Linked DNA regions of Mus musculus: region 2 is linked to region 1. Evidence: chromatin contacts called from public promoter capture Hi-C data. All regions are on one chromosome and are shown on one strand. Each heading gives the region's core, a stretch centred on a gene start, on an enhancer-like site or on the middle of the called end of the contact. The rest is flanking DNA. Distances are from core to core; before and after follow the strand shown. Region 1 holds the start of Gtsf1l (gametocyte specific factor 1-like). Region 2 holds the start of 2310001K24Rik (RIKEN cDNA 2310001K24 gene).

The links. Promoter capture Hi-C pulls out the DNA fragments that hold promoters and counts their contacts.
Region 2: a promoter capture Hi-C map of the HPC-7 cell line shows a contact between it and region 1. The contact joins the promoter of 2310001K24Rik here to the promoter of Gtsf1l in region 1. A contact is called at or near these places in 8 of 39 promoter capture datasets (the 3T3-L1 cell line, the HPC-7 cell line, cranial neural crest and 5 more), 2 of 484 Hi-C or Micro-C datasets (cardiomyocytes and cerebellum), 2 of 115 datasets of contacts at active chromatin or transcription factors (both in embryonic stem cells) and 1 of 9 other capture datasets (adipose tissue).

What each region holds. Positions count from the first base shown.
Region 1 is chr2:163,086,117-163,091,829 of GRCm38.p6, forward strand. Gtsf1l (gametocyte specific factor 1-like) reads right to left here and starts at 3,485. Exons shown (of 2, transcript NM_026630.2): 1 at 3,423-3,485; 2 at 915-1,731. The coding sequence starts at 1,445. The coding sequence ends at 990.
Region 2 is chr2:163,468,893-163,474,605 of GRCm38.p6, forward strand. 2310001K24Rik (RIKEN cDNA 2310001K24 gene) reads left to right here and starts at 3,653. Exons shown (of 1, transcript NR_028122.1): 1 at 3,653-4,111. Fitm2 (fat storage-inducing transmembrane protein 2) reads right to left here and starts at 3,737. Exons shown (of 2, transcript NM_173397.4): 1 at 3,511-3,737; 2 at 1-1,226. The coding sequence starts at 3,683. The coding sequence ends at 611.

The DNA of each region.
Region 1 (5,713 bases), core at 2,235-4,734:
AAACTCTTGTCTTGAAAAACAAAACAAGGGCTGGTCGTGGTGGCGCACACCTTTAATTCCACCACTCCGGAGGCAGAGGCAGGTGGATTTCTGAGTTCGAGGCTAGCCTGGTCTACAAAGTGAGTTCCAGGACAGCCAGGGCTATACAGAGGACCCCTGCCTCTAAACCCCGAAAAACAAAAAGAACTTACTAAAAGCCTGTTTGTTTTTTTAGCTAATACACATATAAAAACAAAAACCAGGAAAATACCTTCACATAAATGCACAGGTGAGAATTGAGATGCTGCCCCACCCCTTGGTTATTTCATTGTCCTTCCTTGAGGGTAAACATCCTATTGTATCTTGTGTATGCCTCAAACACAGACAGGCACAGTAAAATAGCTATAATGTACCCAAAAGTGCTATAATGTAGACACCCCCACCCCTGCTTTTTATCAAACTTGGGTTGGCAATCTACATCCCACTAGCCAAATCCAGCCTGCTGCTTATTTGTATAGACAGTTTTATTTCAACACTGCCTTAGGTGTTATCTCTGGCTGTTTTAATGCTATAGAACCAAGTAGCAGTGTCAGGCTTTCCACATCTCTACCGGTTCCTGACGGTATCTTCTCTCCTTTGTAAAGTTGCAACATAGTTTCCTTAGTTAGGCCTTCCCTATGGGTACCTCAGTGCTGCTATAAATAACACGGGAGTAACTTTTTACTCAACCCCATTTTCTGCGTGTGGCTGGCTGTGCGGGATGCTGTTTTAGATGTCGAATGACTTGATCAAAGCCTGTGTGCGTTGAGTGAGCATTTTCATAGCGACTGTTAAGTGTTCCCCATGGAAGGTGGTTCAATTTACATTCTCAGCTCAGTTCTAAACCCCACCTCCACCGCTCTTTCTAAACCTTTAAAAACAACCAGCACAGCCCGGACCGTTACTTTGCAGGTTTTTATTCAGATGAGATGCGCGATCCATCCACGCATTTGAGAGCCCTCTTCCTCCTGCTAGAAGTTTGCCTTCCTGGTCCTAGTCTGAGGATCTTCTGGGCATTGGTCTCCTCCCCGTGACTCTTGGATGTCACTTTCACAAACAAGTTTTTGGGGAACAAAACTCTTAAGGACGAACATTGGGTGACAGTTGGCGCCGTCAACATTCCAAATGTCAGGGTTGGAAAGCCAACGAACCTGTAGTGTGTCCTGGTTCTGCGGCTGTGGGAGGCTGACTTGCAGAGGGCCTAATGTGTCCTCTTCCTCCACGGAGCTCCTGTTGACACAGGTAGCTTCATGTTCAGCCAGCTTTCTGATGGGAACCACGTGGCAGGCGTTGTATTTACAGCTGGCCATCTTTTTGGCTTTCTTGGGGTTCTTCTTCCTGCATGACGCCAGGTGGTACTGGAACCTGCTGAGCGGGATTCGGTGGTGAGGGTTATAAGGACAAATTTCTATGGATTCTGGCTCCATCCGGGAGTTGACTTGAAGCCAAGTGTCCTGCTGCCCAAAGTGTACGTGGTACACCTCGAAAGGAAAAGCCTCTTCCTGTGAAAGATTGTGCTGTCTTCTGCCAGGCTTTGGCTCTTGGGTCTCTGGAGTGAAATTCTCACTCACGTTCTGTCAGCAATCGCTATGCAGAGAAAGCCAGAAAACAGCCACCAGAGACGTTAACTCAGGCAGGTACAAGAGCCCGAAACAGTAGCTTCCAAGGAGGTGAAGTTAGCAGGTTATAATGATGCTTTGACGCTAAGATACCCTGTGTTGTCAAAGGACAGAACAGGTGGTCACAATGGGCAGCTTATGACATCAGGGACAGACTGTCCACTGGGTGGGGGAAGTGGCTTGAGGAAAGCTGCTGTTCAAATGTAGTTATGACACGTACCCGGCCCTTGGCAGTTTCGGGCTTCATTAGCATAATCAAACCCCTTATTCATCAGCGTCGGTTGTGTGGTCTTTTAAAAACATCTTTTTTACATCATGTGTTTATTTGTAAGGAGTGACATTGGGGGTACACTTAGAAGTCGGAGAAAGACTTGTAGGAAGGATCAAATCCAGGTTATCAGGCTTGGCAGCAAGCACTTCTACCCCATGAGCCTTCCTGACTCCTTTTCTTTTTTTGTCCCTCTACTTTCCCCCTCCCTTCTCTCTTTTGATGCAAGGTCTCATGTAGCACAGGTTGGCCTTGACCTTGATATGTGGCTGAGGATATAATCACACCTTATAAACTGGGATTATAGACGCGGGTCTCCGTATCTAGTTTAGATGGTGCTGGGGACAAAGTCCAGGGCCTCATGCATTTGTGGCAAGTTATCTGTCAACTAGGCTATATCCTCTTCTTCTCTCCCCCCCCCCTCCCCTGTAGCTCTGGTTGTCCTGGAACTCACTCTGTAGACCAGGCTGGCCTCGAACTCAGAAATCTGCCCGCCTCTGCCTCCCAAGTACTGGGTTCAAAGGCGTGCGCCACCACTGCCCGGCATACTTATTTATTATGATAAATCTTTGGGCTGGAGTGAAGCAGGGCCAGAGCGACTGGGGCCAAGCAAAGCAAGCAATCTTCGTTCCTAGAAACCACATGATGGCTCACAACCATCAGTACAGCTACAGTGTACTCACATGCATAAAATAAATAAATCTTAAAAAAAAAATCCTCATGCTGCAGTCCACACGTGCTACAGTTTCCAAGCACGCAGCATGCTGGGTATCATTCCTTATTTTAAGTACACAGTGTTAAAGAAATATTTCCACCCCTTCCTCAGCCTCTACATTTTCCAGTTGCGTAGTAATTACAAATTGAAGTATCCATTTGTAATTACTAATTGGCTTTTTATTTTGTGTATGAGTGTTTTTCCTGCATGGGTGCAAGTGCGCTCTGTGTGTGTGTGTGTGTGTGTGTGTGTGTGTGTGTGTGTGTGTGTAGAGGCTGGAAGAGGGCTCTGGATCTGCTGGAACTGGAGTTGTTGATAGCTGTAGGCCACCATGCAGGTGCTGGGAACTGAACTTGGGTCATCGGCCAGAAGAGCAAGTACTCTTAGCCACTGAGACCTTTCTCTGGTCCTCGGTTTACCAGAATTTCAAGTTACTATTTTATCCTTTCTGGATCAGGTGAAGCTTTCTTTTAATCCACCCTCCCTCCCTCTCTTCCCTTTAGTGCTGGAGACCGAACCCGAGCTCTTACACTTGCCAGACTCTACTACCCAGCTAAATCCTCAAATCTCTGCATTTTAAACCTGGTTTTATTACTATTATTTATGAAGCTGAGTCAGGATTTTATAAAGACATTTTGGAAGACTGTAGTACAACTAACGTAAGCTTATCCCCAACTAACTCACACATAAATGAGACTTAGAATATGGTTATTTTATTCGGCTTTGACAATTACTGGGGGTCACCCCTAATCTGCTTTTCTGCTGGCCTGGCTACCTCCCCAGCGGGGGGTTCCCCAGATACCTGCTGTTTCTCCTGGGTCCCCTCCTCTCATGGCGCCTTCTCTCTCTCCCCTCATGGTCTCTCTTCTCTCCCTCTCAAGTCTCCACCCTCAGCCAGGTAACTCAAAATCCACCTACCTATAATCTCTCCAGTAATTGGCTGTAGCCATTTTTACTTAGCCAATAGTTTTAAGGAACAAGGTTTGCACAACAAAAGCTGGTAACCAGGAGAACTCACTCACTCATAGGCCTGGACCTTCGGGTTCAGAATTTAACTTTGTGATACACAGCAACAGATCAAACCTCAACAGAGGGCTGGAGAGATTACTCAGTAGTTAAGAGCACTTGCTGGTCTTTCAGAGGATGGTGGTTCGGATCCAACCCTCATGATAGCTCACAATTGTCTATTACACCAGTTCTAGGGAAGCTTGGTGCCCTCTTCTGGCCTCCGTGGCCTCCTGCATGCATGTGTGCTTCTCAAAGGAGTCAGAAAACAAGGACTTCCATAAATAAGGATGGAATGGGCTGCTGAAGGAAGAGTTTCTTAACCTTGTTTTTTTTTGTTTGTTTGTTGGATTGTTTTGTTTGTTTGTTTGTTTGTTTTGTTTTGTTTTGTTTTTTTGAGACAAGGTTTCTCTGTGTAGCCCTGGCTGTCCTGGAACTCACTCTGTAGACCAGGCTGGAGATCCCCCTGCCTCTGCCTCCCGAGTGTGGGATTAAAGGCGTGCGCCACCACTGCCCGGCTGAAGAGAGAGTTTCTTAACTCTGACTCAAGGGCCTTCTGGACCTCCCCGCTCTTGTCATTTTGTGTCGTTGAGATTTCTTTCCCTTTCTACTCTGTGCCTCTCCTTGACTCTAGGTTCTGCCCCTGCCTCTTTGCCCTTCTGGCTTATCTTGCTTCTTACACCCGCTTGGGGAATCACTGTCCTTCCGATTCAAATTCAACCTCCTGACTTCCTCTTGATAGACTGGTCAGCCTCCGCTTGTCCCATAACATCCTTGTTTCACCTCTTTTGACCTTAGAGATTTATTTGATTCATGTGTGTCTCCGTGTAAGTGTATGCTGTGTTATCTGTGGCACCCTCAGAGGCCAGAAGAAGGTGTTACAGGAGGTTGCAACAACCCGAAGTGACTTCTCTGGATGAGCCCCAAGTTCTCTTAACTGCTGACCCCCTTCTCTAGCACCTACTTTTATTTATTTATTGAGTTATTTTATTGTTTTGTTTATGAGTGTTTTGCTTTGCTTGCGTGTATGTAGGTGGTCCAAGTGTGCTCTCAGAGGTCAGAGATGGTGTTGGATCTTGTAGGACTGGAGTTACAGATAGTTGTGATGCTCCATGTGGGTGCTGGGAATCGAACCGGGGTCCTCTTGAAGAACAACAAATGCTCTAACCATTGAGCTTCCAGCAACTTCCTCTCCCTGATTCCTGAATAGTGTTTTTGCTGTGTTACTTCCTCTTATCCCTTGAGCTAAATCCAGTTTTTAATCATTCTACATGGAGTTGAGGGTCCAGCTCAGGCACTCACAATTTTGCATGTGTGTGTGTGCGTGCACATGTATGCTCGCACACACATATGGAGTCGGATGACTATTGCAGGCATTACCTACACTTTTCATCTCCTTGAGGAAGGGTCTTTCACTGACCAGGAGGGCACTCACTGGTTAGCCTGGGTTGGCTGGCCAGCACGTCTCCACCTCCCATCTCTGGGATAATAAGCAGGCACTACTATGTCCCGTGGCTTTTTCACCTGGATTCCAGGGACTGAGCTTGGCTCCTCTGGCTTCTGGGGCCAGAGCTTCACTGATGAGCTATATCTCCAAGCCTTTCCTTAACCTGTTAGAAGGTAGTCTACTTCATTTTCTGTCTGTCTTACAAAATTTTATTGTTGGTTTTTCCACAGTCTAATCTTTTTATTTGGGTATTTCTCTTTCTTCTGTTATTTATTTTATTTTATTTTATTTTTGTGCATTTGCCACTGAGACTCAGACCCACTGCCATGCATAAGCTAGGCAAGCACTCTGCCATACAAGTTATGGCTTCAAATGTTTTTCATTTTTGAGTCTGAGACAGAGTTTTGCTAAAACCTCCAGGCTGGATTTGAACTTGCTTCTGGCTCAGCCTCATTAGCAGGCCCGGCTCGGTAGTGATTTCTCTCTCATTCTCTTTCTGTTTTTGGAACACATGAGTTTTCTCACAAGGTCCCAGGAATCTCACACAGCTTTATTCATGAACCACTCATGTGCCCCTCCCAGGTGTAAGACCAGGAGTGGATTTCGCTTTAGATTACCCATCACCTTACCCTATTGTTCAG
Region 2 (5,713 bases), core at 2,403-4,902, 380 kb after region 1:
TGAGTTCCAGAACACGCAGGGCTACACAGAGAAACAACAACAACAACCATCCAGGCACTTCGGGGTCATGGGCCCCTGTTGGGAATCATGGCCAGGTGAAATGTCAACATTCCACAGAGGACGCGGATGCTACAGCCAGAGAGTGTCCTTGAGGCATTGGGGTATTTAACAAAGAGCCTGCCAGAGACAAAGGCTTATCTCAGAGTTGGCCATGGGGAAGCTGTTAGAAGAACAGCATTACTGTGGCCTCTAAACTCTAAAGAGAAGCAGAGCCGGGGAGGCCACAGCAGAGAATCCTGAAGCCCTGATTCTCTCTTGACCCACACGATGAGGCAGGCTGCTCTCCCTCTGCTGAGCCTCAGCTCTCCCTCTGGGGACAGATTAAGGTCACATCTTGCCATAGATGAGAAGAATCTGACAGGAGTAGCACTGCTGGCAACATGGTGGCACCGCCAGCAGAGTCTGCCAACTAAGCTTGTTCCCCAAGCGCCCCCCACACCAAAGGTACCTAGTAAGGGCCCTCTCTGAAATGGGACAGATAATTCTGTACTGGACAAAGTACGTGGGAATCCTATTAGCCATTGTCCTCCTGTCCCTATGTCCTTCTCTTTCATTTCTTGTAAGTATCTCGCTTCAAAGTCAAACTACAACTCTGGGGAGGAAGTCCTGGAGAGAAAGACTTCAGATACCAATACCCATATGTTCCGTACCAGCCCAACAAACCAAACATGGTGCCGAACACTTTCTGGGTCAAGTCGTGGAAATAAACGGCTGTGCACAGAAACATCCACACCCAGATGAAGGTCAGGAAACCCAGGGCGACAACCAGGGTGGTGATGGCGGCATGGAGGTGGTGGCCGCGGTCCGTCTTCACCTCATGCAGCACGGCCATCTCTTCCACAATCATGAGCGCACAGAAGGTCAAGAGGAAGGAGTGGCCCGAGATGTCAAAGCCATGCCAGAAGCCCCCTTCCCGGTGGCACTGCTGCTTGCTGCGATGCTCCTGTCTGATGCCCTCCAGGGCCGGGGACTGGTAGCAGCTGCCTGTATAGTGCTCAATGTTGGAGAAGAGGGCTGTGCAGATATACCAGATGGCTGTGCCCACGAGGAGGGTGCTCAACCGCCGCAGGACCAGGCTGGTCTTGCCCGTCAGGTGGTAGTTGGTAAGGGCAATGAAAGGCAGGAGGAGACAGACTGTCCAGGCCCAGGCCAATTTAACAAAATACCTGATAGAGGAGGAAAGCACAGGTGAAGACCAGACTTGGCAGAAAGGAAACAGTGTCATCATGTTCCCAAGGGAAGTTATTTAAAACGCACCGAAGCTGTCCATCCAAACAGCTATACCCTCTTTTATTCCTTAATACATGCTTACACAGCCTTTATTCCCTAAGTACTGAAACCAGTTAGTCCGTATCTCTGTGACACTGAGCCATATAGATAATATCACGCCAAAGTGGAGGTCATAGTGGTAAGATTGAAGTTCAAATCCAGGATCTGAAATTTTCCAGTTAGGTTACTTTCTCAGGAAAGCAGTCGCTGAGCGTCTATCAAATGTCAGGTGTGTTCGCACACATTCACAATTAGCTGAGGAGGAAGGGGTCGGTCTTTTTTTTTTTTTCTAAGTATAGCCCAGGCTGTCTCACACTGCCTATGCAACTGAGGATAGTCTTGAACTCTGACCCTCCTGCCTCCACCTCTCAAGTAGTGCCATTATAGGCACCACATCCAGTTCTATGTGGTGTTGGGGTTCAAACCTGTGTGCATGCTACGAAAGCACTCTATCAATTGAGTTTGTATGGCCGGCCTTCATTTGATCCATTTCACAGATAGCTCTGGGGGCTCAGAAAACTGAACTTTGCCAAGGCCACATACACAACGGCAAACAGATTGAGCCACACTTTACACAGCCCCAAAGTTCATGTCTGTTCGACCACACTAGTGTTCTATTCTACAAAGCTGGTAAGTCTTATAAGGAAGAGCTTTACCGGCTGGAGAGATAGCTCAGCAGTTAAGAGCACTGACTGCTCTTCCAGAGGTCCTGAGTTCAATTCCCACAACCACATGGTGGCTCATAACCATCTGTCATGGAATCTGATGCCCTCTTCTGGTGTGTCTGAAGACAGCTATAACGTACTCATATACATTAAATAAATCTTTAAAAGAAAGAAAAGAAGAAAGAAAGAAAAAAAGAAAGAAAGAAAGCGAGCAAGCTTTAGTTCAAGCTACAAGACCATGGTTTGAATCCTGATTCTGACTCTTATTTATCTTCAGGCCTCAGTTCCCTCAGCTAGAAAAGCCAAAGGCACCAAACCGTTTTTAAAATCTCTTCCAGATCCAGTGAGTCACTGCCAGTTCCCTCCCATTAATCAGCATCATGTCTTGGAACAAAACATTAGAATCCATGGCTACCCCTAAACAATTGGCGTGCCAGGCTGCTGGGCTCCTGGTTCATTAGGCCAGATACAGCAACATCTGCCATGTCTGCCTCCTCTGAGCTCATGAAAGGTGGCTGACCTGGAGATCTGGGCAGAAAACACCCACCAAAGAGATCTGGAACAACTACCACCCTTACACTCTATTCTTAGACCAGCCACTACGAGTGGGGAAGGATGAAGGTGGGCCAAGGACAGGGCTCTTCTTCCCTAGGTTCCAGTAGTTTCTCAGACGCCACCAAAGGGCCCATTACTAAAACCTTCACAGGCTTGACAAGGAAAGCCTCGTTAAAACCAAGGTCTGTCAGAAACCTGACTCAGTTGCCCAAAAGAGAAAACCGGGTTTGAAGTAGATTAACAAGAGAGGCAGATTGTCCACAAGCTGGAGACACTCACTAGTCTGAAGCATTAAGCTCACATGGATGGAGCAATTTCATCTTCCAAACTCCCTGTCTAGCTCCAACGGAGTGTTGTGCAATAAACTTACGATGTAAGTGTTTCTAAAGGACTAGGAAAGAAATAAGTGGAGTTTGAGAGATGTCCCAACGAGATCGGCTGGGGTTGTTTTCCTGGGTGACTGCCATGCACTTTAGAGTACTGAGAAAGTCCAAGGAGATCCAGGAGAAAGGTCACCAGAGTGAAAGGTTTCACGCTTGCTTCTACTAACATGGGGCAGGGATGGCAAAAGCTCTTGGGGTGGTGGGTGGGTCTAGAGGTGGTTCTTTAAGTCAACGGTGGGATTTTTGCCACAGTGGTTAAGAGAGGGGTGTCTGACTAGCCGGCAAGAGGAAGGTGACATCTCCCTGAACAGGACAGGGGCAAGCGCCTAACTCTGGGGGCGGGGGAATAGCCGCTCCAATGTACCCACTGTCACTTATAACCCACCCGTCACCGACTCGATCCTCCTATCGGAATGCTCACATACTAGGCGCGAATGTCACTTGCTTTCCCAGGGTCCCAGTGTCGCGACACGCGCGCGGACGCGCCTGTCAAGACAGGGCTCCCTCCCGATGACTCGCCTGCCCCAGCATCCAACTGGCTTCTTGGGGCGCGGGGGCCCGGAGCCCGATGCACTCACACGTTGAGGACGTTGCGCTTGTTGCTGAGGTAGCTCTCGGGCAGCGGGGACAGCTCCTTGACGACCGAGCCCGCCAGCATGGCGGCCACCAGCGCCCAGGGCAGGTGGCGCCGCACCGTCGCCCTCACCAGCGTCCCGCGGAGAAACCACGCGCAGCGCTCCAGGTGCTCCATGCCGGTCCTTCTCGGCTACCGTCCGCCTTCCAGAGCCTTCTCGGCCACCGTCTTACCCTTCGCCCGAGCTGGCACCACCACATCCCCTCTGGGCGCATGCGCGCTTCCTGCAAGCTCCGCCCCCTAGAGGGCGTGTCTCCCTCTAGTGGCCTTGATGGGTCTCTGCAGAGTGCAGGTCTGCATTTACCTGCGCCGCTTCCACTCATCGCCCCCAAGCTACTGGCTGAGATCACTGCAGGCTGCTCTTTGCCTGGGCAACCTGCTCCCCTCATGTTTGTGGGATGGGATTCTCGCTTTCTTTATCTGCAAAACAAACAAGAGACCCACCTTTCTTAAGAGCTAGTTTGGGAGTTCCGTATATTGGGTCAGTTATAGGGTTTTTCAGATGAAATTTCTTTGCAAAGTCATTAATAAATTTAAATCTTATTTACTTGTTTTGTTTTCAGACTGGGTTTCTCCAAGTAGACCTGGCTGACTTGGAACTCATTCTGTATAACCAGGGTGGCCTCGAACTCAGAGATCCCCTAAACTTGACCTCCAGAGTACTGAGATTAAAGTCATGTGCCACTTCGGGTTTTGAGACAAGTAAGGGCACTTGTTGCCAAACCAAATAACCTGGATTCAGTCCTTGGGATCCACATTGTGGAAGGCAACTCCCATAAGTTGCTCTCTCCACATTGTGGAAGGCAACTCCCATAAGTTGCTCTCTCTCTCTCTCTTTCTCTCTCTCTCACACACACACACACACTAAATAAATAAATAAATACAGATAAATAGATAAGTAAATAAATGTAAGAATGAATCAGCTGAAAAAAAAAAGGATGAATCAACTGTGTTGTTGACTGAACATCTTGGGCTCCCAAGGTTTGCAGAGCTCACATGAGGTACTGGTGACTCAGTCACTCAGTTTTGTCCCTTAGCTAAGCTCCTAGCCCGTAATGTTAGGTGTCAAAGTCAGGGCTTCCCAACCATGAGTTATTCCTTAGTGACTGTAGTTTATAGATTAGCACTTTAAAATCAAGGTGAAAACTCAAACCCATCACTTTCTAATTATTTTACTATGTTCTATTATTATTTATGTTCTTGTTTGTCTATTTTGAAACAGGATCTCTTACGTGACCCTGGCTGGCCTGGAACTCACTTTATAGAGAGGGCTGGTTTTGAACCTGTGTTGTCTTCCTGTCTCAGCCTCCCTCTTGGGTGCTGGGATTACAAGCATGTCCCATCACATCTGGTTTATCTATGCCTGAGCCTACCTGTATCCATTGTGCCTCCCGGGAACACCTCTGTGCTCTCTTCTCCCTTCTGTGATATCACACAGGAAGCTTGAAATCAGCCACAATAGAAGTATTTGCACTAAGGAAATTGGCAAGTGCTACAAATCAGGCCTGTGTTCTGTCATCACCTGTCTTCGTTGAGCTGTGACTCCATTTGTCAATGTGTGGTTGAACTGAAATCACAGGTGAACCGTGGAGACAAATGTCCAGTAAAATCAATAACATTGTAAGCATCGGCGAGTTATATTTACAGTGAGGAGTGCCATGGGAGCTGGGACTGTAGTTCAGTTGGTAGGATGCTTGACTAGTGTGCACGAAGTCCTGGGTTCAATGCCTCGCACTGCATAAACTCTGTGTGGTAGTACCTGACTGTAATCTCAACACACCAGAGGTAAAGGCTCAGCCACACAGTGAGTTCAGGGCAAGCCTGAGATACATGAGACCAATCTTCTAAAAAAAGAAAAAAAGTGTTGTGTGTTTCATTTTCATGTACACCACTCTTTATGCTGAGAGGTTTTTATTTTAGAAAGTTCTTAATAAATGTATATATGTATATACTGATATATTTTCTCCAGGAGAGCTCATTATATTACACATTTATCAGCAAACCACTGTTTGCTGGGAATGTGGAGTGGGAATGGAGGAGGGAGGGAGAGAGAGAGAGAGAGAGAGAAAGAGAAAGAGAGAGAGAGAGAGAGAGAGAACCCAGTACCCAGTACCCAGTTCTACTGCTCTGCTGCCAGGGACCTCAGT